Regions from separate parts of the Arachis hypogaea genome. Here region 2 is linked to region 1. The links are chromatin contacts, called in public Hi-C maps. All regions are on one chromosome and are shown on one strand. The core of a region is the stretch at or near the end of the contact, and the rest is flanking DNA. Distances in the headings are between cores, read along the strand shown.

What was found. Hi-C and Micro-C count contacts between places; a contact is called where the count stands out from the background.
Region 2: a contact with region 1 is called in a Hi-C map of leaf, with 4 times the contacts expected there. The contact joins the enhancer-like site here to the promoter of LOC112751175 in region 1. A contact is called at or near these places in 2 of 8 Hi-C or Micro-C datasets (both in leaf).

Annotation. Positions count from the first base shown.
Region 1 is chr15:147,105,076-147,112,102 of arahy.Tifrunner.gnm2.J5K5, reverse strand. It overlaps LOC112751175 (leucine-rich repeat extensin-like protein 4), which reads left to right and starts at 3,789. Exons shown (of 1, transcript XM_025800231.3): 1 at 3,789-7,027. The coding sequence starts at 5,231. It overlaps LOC112749196 (protein MAIN-LIKE 1-like), which reads right to left and starts at 1,842. Exons shown (of 4, transcript XM_025797458.1): 1 at 1,762-1,842; 2 at 867-1,638; 3 at 690-778; 4 at 400-612. The coding sequence starts at 1,842. The coding sequence ends at 400.
Region 2 is chr15:147,236,109-147,243,135 of arahy.Tifrunner.gnm2.J5K5, reverse strand. LOC112751177 (probable sulfate transporter 3.5) reads left to right here. Exons shown (of 12, transcript XM_025800232.3): 8 at 1-187; 9 at 897-1,090; 10 at 1,487-1,557; 11 at 2,174-2,250; 12 at 2,387-2,814. The coding sequence ends at 2,590. Among protein-coding and RNA genes, the nearest start is that of LOC112751177, 11 kb to the left of the region's middle. Within about 2 kb of position 3,770, at least 2 of the 3 cell types and tissues checked have open chromatin away from gene starts, as enhancers often do.

The sequences.
Region 1 (7,027 bases), core at 2,540-5,039:
TGGAGCATGATAACCCATGTCTTGCTCAACACTGGGCCGGTCTTCGTCTGGTAAATCTTGCCTATCCTCCCCAGGGTCAGCATGTTCTTCAGCTCTGCCTCTGTGAGGACGGCGGCGACGATGGTCTCGGGGAACCGGCGGCAAATTAACAACTGGGCCTCTTCCATACTCTTCCGGTGCGCCTTCTGGGACAACTTCCTGCCTCGGATCATGGAATGCATCAGGGGCAGACAAAAACCTCCTTGTTCTGTCGCAGTATCACCTATAGTAATCTTGACTAGGACGCAACATATCTGCACGATCAATACGCAGCCTGTATGCATCACCTCGCCGGTTTGCCCATACCTCAAACCACTCAAATAGTCTGACCGGCCACCATCCGTCATCATTGCGGGCCGATTATCGATGGAAGGTATCAATATTAAGCGGCGGGTTTGGAGGTCCTTGCTTTCCCCCAAATTGACGCAACACTCGATCAACATTTAGGATCTCAATCCATCTAAAAAATATGAGAGGCACAACGGCGATATAGAAATCTCCATGTGGGTGGCCGAGGAATTCAGCAAGAACTCTAGACAGAATCCGTGGGTCCATGTACGGTTGCCAAACAAACTACACATAAGAGAAACCCCTTCAGTAAAGGCATATACATAGTAGTTCGTAAGATATTAATAACAACTAGCACCAACATCATCCACGTGCAGATTGTCCAACCTCAGCCGATGCCTCAATAACCGCTGCTCAGCATAGTCATTTTGTCCTTTTTTTTCCTGCCCGCCTGTTGGACCAAGGCAAAGTTAAAAAAAATATTAAACACCAACCGCAAAGGATATATGAGAAAAGTCACAAAGTGGGAAGACATATACCATACCTCGTTGCTAAAGGAAAACTATATGGTGTCGTAACATTCGGTGCCAAGAAAGGTAACCTGTAGTATATCCACGACATCAGCAACGTATGACAACCGGCCATACCCTCAACACTGTAGTCGGTTGCTAAGCACATAGCACGATATAACCAACAGAGGACGGCGCTACCCCAACTGTAGGTGCAGATCGCATCAAAGTCAGCCAACAATGGCAGATATCGAACATGCACCGTGTTGTTGGCCTTGTCCGGAAGAAGCACGTCTCCCAACAGGTAAAGCATGTAACACCGTGCATACTGCATGAGGCCATTATCTTCTAAGTCAAGCGGCATCTGCTGAAGACGATTTCTGAGCCACTTCAGCTTTATGTTGAACTTTGTTGTCCCTACGTGGCCGGCGGGAACCTCACCTAGAAGTTCATGACACCATTCCCAAATATCTCTTTGGTGAAACTTGCTCCATGACCTCAAAGTACCACTAACAGGCTGACCATCAACAGGTAACCCTAACTGCATTGCTACATCCTCCAGAGTTATTGTACACTCCCCCCAAGGAAGATGGAAGGTATGTGTCTCCGGTCGCCATCGTTCGACCAAGGCACTAATAAGTGGATTGTCGTACTCGAATCGCTTGATCAAAGAGGCATGGTAAAATCCCGTGCGTCTCAGATAAGGCTCAAGCCTCTGCCGTCTAATTTTCATGCTTGGATCTGCAGGGTCTACCATGAAAACATCAACGAGCGTGCCATGAGGAGTAAGGACACGTGTCGGCTGCAACCAAAGGTAGCAAGAAATACAACAGCTCAAAATTCTCTACAAAAATTTCTAAAAATGAAAAATATTATGTCTAATAATATTTTAACAACAATAATAAGCTAAATGACGTAAACTAACCTTACGGAATAAATGTGCCGCTATATGATGTTCATCCAACCGGTTCAAGTTCTCCTCTGCATTAACCCCTCCCCCACTCATATTAAAAAAATTTTTTCTCAGCACTGCCCTCCCATCCACCACCCACTACCTTCCTTTCAAGACTTACACAAATTTTTTTTTTTACCTTATGACCCCTTTAACCGTGCAGCAGGTCCCCTCCCTTACAACCCTTTTATAATGAAGTTGGCTCCCTTCCCAAGTGTCTCCTGCCTCCCAACATGACCAATGCATGTGTAGCTGCTTCGTTGACCACCATTTCGTGGGCGCCAGGGACGAGGTCCTCCAATTCGTGGCCGCCGCCAGCAGCTTGGGCCAATTCGCATGCGATGACCCTGAGGTGCCCACCTCGTGTGCGCCATCGCTGATGTTGCTCCATTTCGTGTATGGCAGCAACGAAATGGAGAAAGCTGCTCTCCTACGCCATTTCGTTGGCGTCAGCCGTGAATTGATGGTAAACTCCATTTCTTAGTTGGTGGGTACGAATTGGGCATGCGTATTTTAGGATCACTTTCAACTGGTGCATATTTGGAGAATAAAAGCTTCTCGTATACTTATTTAGATAAAATTTTAAATCCCAATAAATTTGTTATCTCACTATCTTTATCTTCCTTTACATATAAATTTTTGTTGAATCTAAATATTTTTGTTTCTATTGTTGTTATTGTTATTAAACCCGCTTCTAAATTTATTGTTGGTGGTGCGGATTGACGGTGTGGTTTAATATGACAATTCAGTTAAAGCAATAATGGTTAAAAATATAAAGGATAGTAGTAGCAGTAGTTGAAATTTGTGGCGGTATGAATTATGAGTTAGGATGTGATGGTAAGACATGATAGATGATGATGGTGGTGATATTGACCACGATAATAATAATTTACAAATTTTAGATAATTTTTTAATTAAGTCAATTAAAATTTAATATTTAGATATTTTAGTGAGACAAATTTATTTTTTTATAGTTATAATATTAATTTTTATTTTTTTATAAATATTTTTATTTATCTTTTAAATATTTGTAGATAATGATGAATTGTTTTTTTAAATTTAAAATTCACTTTACTTTTTTTGAAAATAAATCTTTTTAATTTTTATTTTATTTGAGAAAATAACGTATAATTTTTTTACTGTATATTTTGTAGGTGAAATTAAAAAATATAAAAAATACTAAAAAATAAAAAATTACACTTTACATTTTCAATTAAAAAAAAAAAGAAAAAAAAGATCTATTCACACTTTCTTTCTATCAAAGACGAATAGACGATTGTGCAATAAATCACTGACCTAAGTTCCCCGCTTCTCCCTTTTTCCCAAAAAGAATTAATAAGTCCGAAATAACGCGTAATCAACGGGCCAACAAAAATTGCACAAAAATATTAAACTAAAATGAATTGAGTCTAGGGCAACCGGCCGAACTGGTATCTAGGGTCAACTAGCCGGAATTCGGCACCACCGACTCTATTATAAAATTTCACAATCATGCTAACAACTTCCTAATGTTGTTATCATTATTATTATTATTTTCCTCTGAAACATTTTACTTATTCTAATAAGTTAGGCGTTATAAAACTTGTAGGTTACACCTACTGCAAATAATTTTGGCTTTGAAAAATAAGCATATATTATGGAAACAATCATTAGTTAAGGCATTATCAAGTAATGCGTATGTATATTTATAAAATGTTTATTGAATTTAATATAGAAAATAGTTTCATTAAGAATTTCACAAAAAAAAAAAAAAAAACAACTCATGGTCACAAACAGCCTTTTTTTTTATTTTAATATGATTATTAAATGGATGTAATACTTAAAAATGATAGTAATATTGTGTTATATACAAATATGATTATTTGATGTGAAATTATACAAAGTTAGTTGTTTGCTATCCGGATAAATATGAAGAGCAAAGAGCAACCACAAAAATAAAATTGAAATTGAATAAAGACAAAAAAGTCGAGTAGTAGAATGAAAGAATGTATTTGTATTTAGAAACTGAAGCTACAATTAAGAACAACAAGTGATGAAGTGAGAGTTTATTTAAAAATTAGAACCACAACTAAGAAGAACAAACAATGAAACGAGAGCTTGGAAAAAGAAAGGGGGTAACTGTTACACTATTACCAAGTATGAATAGAAAAGTTCAGAAACTAATAGGATAGTGATAGCACCGTGAGAATGAATGAGCAATTTAGTTTAGGGTCGAAGCACTATTTGTGGCATTGAATCGACATTAATGACCATAAAGTAGCGATTGTGCGAAGTGAACGCAGTGATGGAGCTAAGGGGTTGAGGGGCGACGAAGATGATACCGGAGCAGTGGTCAGTTTGGTGCGCTCAACAACGAACTCACCAGAGTGTCACATCTTGAAGCTCTCGTAGCCGAAAAATTTTAGTCCCATAAGTTAAGAATTAATTGTCTGCGAATCAAAATTTTATTTAATAATTTATTTAATAAATTATTACATATATAAAACATAATTTAAATATCTAACATTTATTTAAATAGATTAATAAATTAATAATTAAATCAACCCAACTTAATTTTGCTTTAATTAATTTATATCAATGTATTACACAAAAAAAAATTAGCCCACAGACAGCTCTCTAATCCGCGTCTCCTTTCACTTTATTTCAAACTTCCTTAAGGAGTGACAACTAAACGGAATTGTGTTCCAAATAGGATAAGAAAGTCTCGGAGATACCTGTAATTCATCCTTAATTAAATAAAATAAAGGAAGCCCCTCAAAAACAAAAGGGAAAGAACAAAATATTTTACCAAAACTAATAAAGGCACACGTAAACAATAGTTATTAAACAACAATACTACATCTTCAATAAATATTATAATTTTGAATCAATATTTGACCATAATAATTTGTATTTATATTTATTAAAAATAATTTTAAATTTGTGTTAATGAATTACTGATTAAAATTACTAAAATCTCATCGCTCTAGGACTTTTTGGTTATTAAATAATTAAATTATGAACATCTGTAAATTGAAAATTTGAGAAAATTGACCAAAGGAAGGAATTAGAAGAAGAAGAAGAAAGAATTCAGAAAATTGAAAAAAAAAAAAAAAGAAAAGAGAGAGAATCTGGGTGGGCTTTGAGCTGTGATATAGCTGTCCTTTTGATGAATTATTTCATACCACACCACACACCCCATTCTTCTCTCTCTCCCCTCACTCATATACTCACACACAGATCCAAAATTCCTAGAAACCAAAAAAAAAAGAAGAGAGAGAGAACCCATTTTTCTCTTTGCCTCTCTAAACCCACCACCACCACCAACATAATCCTCCATAGCTGCATTATCTCCGGATCTCAAAGGTCGAAACTTTTTCAAAACCCCACTTGAAAAACTAAAGCAAAGAAAAAAAGGAGGAAAGACTAAAGAAGGAAGCAGCATTCAGATGCCTCATGTGAGATGAGGAAGAAAGAAGCCATAACCACTCACCATTTCCACCTCATTGCCTTGTTTCTGGGCTCACTCACACTCACCCTCTCCTCCTCCTTCGCCGCCGCAACAAGCACCACAAAGCACGAGTTCAATGGAGCACTCACGGAGGCAGAAACCATGTACATCAAGCAGAGGCAGCTTCTCTACTACAGAGACGAGTACGGAGACAGAGGAGAAGATGTTACAGTGGACCCTACCTTGGTCTTTGAGAACAACCGCATCAGAAACGCATACATAGCCTTACAAGCATGGAAGCAAGCTATTCTCTCTGATCCTCTGAATCTCACCGCTAATTGGGTAGGTCCTAAGGTGTGCGACTACACTGGAGTCTTCTGTGCACCTGCACCTGATGACAACAGGACCCGCACCGTTGCCGGCATTGACCTCAACCATGGCGACATTGCTGGTTACCTGCCTGAGGAGCTTGGCTTGCTCACAGATCTTGCTCTATTCCACATTAACACAAACAGGTTCTGTGGCACACTTCCCCACAAGTTCGACCGTCTCAAGATCCTCTTTGAGTTAGATCTCAGCAACAACCGGTTTGCCGGTAAGTTCCCGGCGGTAGTTCTGCGATTGCCCAAGCTTAAATTTCTAGATCTGAGGTTCAACGAATTTGAAGGCACAGTGCCTTCACAGCTCTTTGATAAAGATCTGGATGCCATTTTCATAAATCATAATCGTTTCGTCTTCGATTTGCCGGATAATTTCGGGAATTCGCCTGTGTCGGTAATAGTTTTGGCGAACAACAAGTTCCACGGCTGTGTGCCTTCAAGCATCGGGAACATGTCAAGGCTGAACGAGATTATTCTGATGAATAACGGTTTCCGTTCTTGTTTTCCGGCAGAGGTAGGGTTGTTGAAGAATCTAACTGTGTTTGATGTGAGCTTCAATCAGCTGGTGGGGCCTTTGCCGGACGCAATTGGTGGAGCGGTGAGCTTGGAGCAGCTTAATGTGGCACACAACTTGCTCTCTGGTGTAATTCCGGCCAGTATTTGTTCTCTGCCAAATTTGGAGAACTTTACATATTCTTATAATTTCTTCACGGGTGAGCCACCGAGGTGTTTGGCTCTGCCGGCCTTTGATGATAGGAAGAACTGCTTGCCTGCTAGGCCACTGCAGCGCTCTGCCGCCCAATGCAGGGCCACGCCTTCAGTGAATTGTGGCTCTTTCAGGTGTAAGCCTTTTGTTCCGTCAATTCCTTCTCCGCCTGTTGCTCTTCCTCCTCCGGTATTATCGCCTCCACCTCCCCCGCCGTCACCACCTCCACCAGTGTATTCTCCACCGCCCCCATCGCCGCCTCCACCAGTGTACTCTCCACCTCCGCCACCACCGTCTCCCCCGCCTCCTTCTCCGCCACCTCCTCCTCCACCAGTTTACTCTCCACCGCCCCCGCCGCCCTCACCACCTCCACCGTCCCCTCCACCGCCGTCTCCGCCTCCACCCGTGTATTCTCCACCTCCACCGCCGCCTTCACCGCCGCCACCTTCCCCGCCTCCTCCGTCACCTCCACCACCTTCGCCATCTCCGCCACCGCCGTCTCCTCCACCACCCTCACCTCCACCTCCGTCGCCGCCGCCACCAGTAGTGTACCCGCCTCCACCCTCACCACCACCTCCTTCACCACCGCCAATTTACTGTGTACGACCACCGCCGCCGCCTCCTCCATCACCGCCACCACCCTCACCACCACCACCGCCAGTGTACTCTCCACCACCACCTGTTTACTACTATAACTCCCCACCACCACCTCATTCGCCACCG
Region 2 (7,027 bases), core at 2,521-5,020, 130 kb before region 1:
GGCACCACTATTTGGATACACTCCTATTGTTGCTCTCTCATCTATTATTACATCTGCCATGCTTGGACTCATCAAATATGGTGTCTTTCTTCATCTCTTCAAAGTTGACAAGTTTGACTTTCTTATTTGCATGGCTGCCTTCTTAGGAGTCATCTTTCTAACAATGGATCAGGGCCTTATGATTTCTGTGAGTACTTCAATTTCTTCAATTTTATATTCTTGTTAGAGTAACCGTTTAATTTCATATATAGAATTATTGAACCATGTATTATCTCAATCTCTAAATTTAAGTTTTAATTAAAGCTAATTGTATAATTTCAAAAAATTATATTTTAATAGATTTTTAATTTTTTTGTTGGTCAATCATTATTAGTTTACTATGGTAAATTTGTCATTATCCATATGGCATGGACTAATATTCTATAATTGTCACCACTAAAAAAAATCACTTTTAGCGGCCATTTATTTTTCTTTTATTGGTAACTAGACATTAGTCGTCTTATACTTTGTCACTAAAAAATTTTAGTGACAATTATACAATTAGATTGATAGTTAAATATAATAGTAGTTAAATCATAATAAATTTGAATTGATATCAAGTGGTTTCCACTTAAATAAATGTTAGGGTTTGAATATAGTCTTGTGTAAATAACAACAAAATAATTTCAAAAACCAACAACAAACCCTTTAAATGGAGTTCTTTGCAATTTTAGAAACTAAAGAATTAATTTTAAAATTATATGAAGTAAAATAAAATATGCATAAATTTGTATCTACCAATTAAGTTAAACACCAATCTTCTCATTTTCTTAATTATGAATAATTGATTCTACTTAGACATAATTATAATTATTTTATCTAACTTAAGTTATTGTTATTCCATATATGAAATGAAGATTGTACTGAGCCTTCTTAGAGCACTCTTATATGTGGCTAGGCCTGCCACATGCAAGCTTGGAAAGTTAGATGACTCTTCAGGTTCATATAGAGATGTTGATCAATACACTCCTACAACAACATACCCAGGAGTTTTGATTATTCAACTTGGTTCCCCCATTTACTTTGCAAATGCTCTCTATGTCAAAGAAAGGTAAATTTTATATTAACAGTAACACTATTAATTAATAGATGATAGTTTTACTATTTTTTAAATATCGTAAAATATAAAAATATTATATGCACACCAAAATATCCACCAACTCAATCACTGTATATTTGTGTATGAATATATATATTGTTTAAATTATTTTTAATATATTTATATTTTAATATATATGATTGCTCAAAATATACATTTTTTTAAGAAATGGTGCATATTTATTAAATTTATTTTTTCTCATCAAGTTTACTTTTATATTATTCAAGAATAAAAATATTTATAGAAAAGTGTTCTAAAAGAGTGTTACAAACACAACACTTTTATCAATTGTCACACCCCTACAATAATACATCCATGTTGAATCTAAATTTCTAAAATCTGCATTAGGATTATGAGGTACGTTAGAAGTGAAAAAGATTCTGATGGAGTTGTGGAGCAGATCATACTTGATTTTTCAGGTAAATTAAGATATGGAAATTTATTATCCTTACAAGATTGATGAAAAGACCTAAGTTTTTATATATCCTTATTTTATTGACCCATGGTAATTATATATTAAAAATTCACGTACAACTATTTTTATATAAAATTAATAATTAAAAATTATTAAATAATATAATATTTTAAATTAAATATAATCTAATTATTTTTAACTATTAATTTATACAAAGATAAGAGCATATAAATTTTAACCTAATCACATATAATACAAAAAAAATATAAGATAATGAATTCACTATTATACTTTTAAAAAATTTTCAAATATACAAAGAATAATGTTATTATAATAATTTTGGCTATTGATTTCAATAATATGCTTGAGATCAACGACTAAAATTACTAAAACACTAGTATTCTTAGTATATTTAAAATTCTTCCTATAGTTTTATTATATTTCATTACTTATCATCTTGTGTCTTTCTCTCTCGTAGTGATTTTTACAATGAATCTTTAAAATATGTAAAAAATAAAAAAACAATGTTTTGTAGAAATACTTTTTTTATGGTTATTATTATTATACTCGTAGATATCATGTAATAATTCTTAATTTCCTGATTTTATACGCTTATGTAGGAGTAACATCAATTGACATGACTGGTATCGAAGGATTGCTAGAGACTTATAGAGTATTGGAAAAGAATGGAATTCAGGTACAATATAGAATTAAACTTCTTGGACTATATATCTATATAGCTAGATCCTTCAACTTGATTTATTAAAAAATAAAAAACATATTATATATATCTATATATAATGTTTTTACTTTTATTTATTTTCTTTTTGTAGATGTTAATAGTGAACCCAAGACTTGAGGTTATGGAGAAGCTGGTGGCATCCAATTTTGTAGACAAGGTTGGGAAGGATTCATTCTATCTGAATTTGGATGATGCAGTGAATGCAACTCAATATTCACTTCGTTCACTCAAGACCAATAACAATAATATTAATGAAGACACAACTCATCAACAATTACCCGATCATCATGCCTAATAAAAGTTATTAATTAAGTAGGAGGTTAGAGCATAGAAAATAAAATAATGATGTGTTTTAATTCGTTTAAAGTAGTTGAGATCAAACTTCGTGTATGTTCATCGCTTGTACAATTAAAAATTTTTAGAGAAAAACAACCTAGTTGATAACTAGAGTAGTCTAGATTGTCAAATGGTGTATCAATATTGTGGGTCAAGAAATGTGAAATATCCACCTTTAATTTATTCATACATTGTCACATAATTTTGTTAGCAATGTTTTTTTCTCTCTCTAACCTATTCTACAAGTCAAAAATCAACTTGTTTTGGATCTGAAATTACTATATGCATAAAGTATAATTCGAATATGATAGTTTTTTAGTTAGACGAGTGAATTGATACCAATCAAAATCAGCAAATTACTAAATTTCAAATTCAAATTTTCAGGCGTTGAAGCTTTTTTTTTTTTCCTGGTAGTTGATGCATTAAAATTCTGGGCATTAAAGATCGTTATAGTGGTTTTAGACTTTTTGTTGAAATCACAATTTGTTTCAATTTTTTTTCAGAATTTGTTTCTACTTTATTGAAGGATAAATATTTATTCTCTTATTAGGCCTAACAAAAGGCCCATAATATGTTCAACGGCTTAGTCCAAACAAGATCCCCATAGAGTCAATTAATCGATCCTTACCTTTCAGCTTTGAGCCCACAAGGCCTATAGCAGGAAAACATGAAGCCCACTACTGTAGTTTCAGTATCATTTTCTTGAAAACAAAAATTCCATACCAAAATCCTAATATGAGTTTTTTTTTTTAATTGATTTGGTTTATTTGAAATTTATAAATTATGAGTTTTCGTTTTTGTTGTCAACGATATTTCAGTTTGGTAGGTCAATTACTAATTTGTTGCAAATCAAAATCTTATTTAAGGGTTTGTTGCTGGCCAACGGATTATTGCATGCACAAAGACAGATTCAATCCTTGACACTTATTTAAGCGAACTAGTGAGCTAACCATTATACCAATCCAAATTGGTTATAAATTTTTTTTTTTGTCATACATCCTAACACACACATACCCTTCTCTCTCCATGGTTCCATATAACCACTTTCTAATTATAACTATGATTTAAACTCTGATGCACTATCTAGCAAGGCATATACAAATGTCGCTAGATTACATCCTTTTTTTTTTTGGTAATACTAGATTACATTCTTAAAAGCAGATACTATATAAAGTGGTAAATAGACTGGGAGCAGTATAATTGGGCTTAGCCCAATTAATAGAAATAAAGTTTGATAATTGAATTGGTCGAATAGTCAATTTACTCGTCCACTTAAATAAATGTCAAGAGTTGAATTCTGTCTTGTACATATAGTAACTCAATAACTAGTGACAAATCTTTAAATAGAATTTAAATCTGCAACAGATTAGTTTTTGAATACCGTAGATAACCATTAATGTCCAAAAAAAAGAATAGAACTTATAATAAGATGTTGAATTTTAATAAATACTCTTTGTTCTCGGTGGTTTCTCTCTAATTTTCTCCTTGATCAACCATGCTTCTTCCTTATCACACACTCATGTTATAATATTCATCCTCATTCTCTTTTATTCATATATCAACACAATCACATTTGATGGTTATCAGTGGCTAAGAGAAGGGGGTTGAATCTTAGCCCCTTTTTGCTTGATAATACTTGCTGACTCTTGAAACCAACTTTGGAAACCTTTTGTCTTTTTATCTCGTCACTAGCCACGAGACTTTTTTTTTTGTCTCGTCCCTAGCCACGAGACTTTTCTTTTTGTCTCGTCACTTTACACGAGATATTTTTTGTTTTTACTCCTGTGCAGTAAAAACAGAAATGGAGTAGAGAAGAGAGAAAATTACACCCAAATATATCCTGGTTCAGCTGCTAAGTGCAGTGCAGCTTACATCCAGTCTCCATCACAAACATGATGAAATTTCACTATAATCTTCCTGATTACAATCTGTAAAGTGCTAACCCAACTTACAAGGGGATTCCCACAAAATCATGAAACACAACATAGATGAACAAAAGAACTCTAAGGACATCTATGGCTTTTTATTTTAATTTTGCACTCTCTGCCTTTTTTCGCTCTATGGCTTTTTCATACAAACCTCACTGTTTGCCTTTTTCCATGAGACTCAAGACATGACAAAATTAAACAGAAAAATACAAAACAGAATATATTGAAGGAGAAGAAAATCTGTAAGCTTAGGTAGCTCTGAGAATCATGTGCCTTGCACTCTCACTGCTTACTTCTAACTCCTTGCTCCAAACAGTGGCTGTTCTCTCTTTTTATAGAAGAGGGAAGCCTCCACTTTTGAAGCCAAAAATCAAGCCAACTTCTTCTCCAAGAAACAGATCCGGTTCGGCCACACAGAGAGAGAAGAGATAACCATGCAAAACCCAACATGCAATTACCTTTAGTCCTTCCTTGGTCATCACCCTTCATCAATCCGAGCGCTCCATCCTTGGCTTGCTCTCCAAGATGAATTTCTGGCCCTTGATGCTTCATGATGATGATGGCTTCATCTGCTTCAATCTCTGCCTCTTCCATCACTTCGCCACTCTAGCTACTTCCTGTGGTGGTTGAGCAGAATCAAAGACAAGCCATGCCTCCAAGAATCTCTACCTTGCTGGCCGAATCTTCTTCTTTCTTTTTTGAGTATGAAGAGCTCGAGATTATCTCACCAAATCTTACTATTTTGGGTGAATATCTCAGCCACAGCATACTTTTATTTTGTTATGTTTTCTTGCCATCATTGAGATGGTCTTGAGACGTGCTCCATCTTCTTTTCGGTGAGTAGGTGTAGCTTCCATGGCTTCTTGGATAATGACCGAAAGAGAAGAAGGAAAGATGAGAGAGAAGACACAAATGAATGAGAAGTAATTAAATGAAGTTAAACACTTGAGTGGAAAAAGTTGCTTTTACTTCCCTTGCTTGAGTGGCGTGCTGCAACAATAAATCAATCATGTCACTCATTTTCTTTCTCTCATTTATGTTTCCAATGCTATCAAGATGAAATTTGAAATCCATCCTTAATGAAAGTTGGAATCCGTTGGAGAGCATAAGGCAAATGATAACATTTGCTTTCATGATGGATTTTGGATCAAACATTGGATCACTTAACATAGATATTGGGCTTGTAATAATAAAATCAATTTGGCCCATTATAACAACTAGCTTCAGCCACAAATTAATTTGGACATTCAAAGCTAAGTTAATAATAAAACACTTGGGCTTGTTAATTTTCTTTTGTTTCGACCCAAAATAAATTCAGCCATACTCATCATGTATTCTTGCATTAAATCAAGACTGAGTATAATTGGGCTTGCACCAAAATTTTATTTTCGGCCCAATTAAAATCTGCATCACAAAATTATTAATTAACATATGTTAAATGAAAATCAAATTAATAATATTGTGATTAAATATTTCAATAATGTTTATTCATCATCAAAATTAACTTGGAATTTTCCAAACTCATCAACATTTATCAATATACACACAAAAATCACAATTCCAATGCTTAACACAGGGGATTAAGATCTATGTTTTTTCAATGGTGTTTTCGTTGAACACCATGACTAGTCTTCATTTACATTTATCAAATCTATAATCATAATTAAACCTATATTCATATTTACCACAGTAAAATCCTTAATTTTTATCCTTTCACACTCAATCGTGCTTGTTACACTTTCTATGTTGGGGAAGTAGTATTAGGTGAGGGATCATGAATGATCCTTGCATTTGATATTGGAGGGTTGTCATTATTTGGATCATGAAAGATCCACTTATTATAGCATGGATATATATTAGAAAGATTAGGCATATAAAAATGAAAAGTAGTAGTAAGATTATTTGGGGTTAGAACAACGAATTTTAAATCTTTATAGTAATACAAATGAGGAGCTCACATGCTGACGCGGCACTCATACGTTGAATCTGAAAGTTTATTTGCTTACGTGTCGTCACTAAAAATTTTTAGAATTATATTTATAAATTATAAATTATTATTTGCTTAGTTTGTTATTTTCAAATTTTAAATTGTTTGTTTAGATTATTTTACTTAAATTGTTATTTTTTAAATTTTAGATTATTTTATTTAGGTTGTTATTTTTTAAATTTTAACACTATTCTATAAAATTTTGTTTTTTTTTAAATTGCAGCTACATACGTCCTTTTACATATATTTACGTTGATTTAGAATTTTAAAAATTATTAATATATTTATTTACTATATCTGGGTTGTTTTACTTGGGTGGTTATTTTTTAAAATTTCAAATTATTTTATTTAGATTGTTGTTTTTTAACTTTTAGATTATTTTACTTAAGTTGTTATTTTTTAATTTTAAATTATTTTACTTAAGTTGTTATTTTTTAAATTTTAACGCTATTTTTTAAAAATTTGTTGATTTTTTTTAATA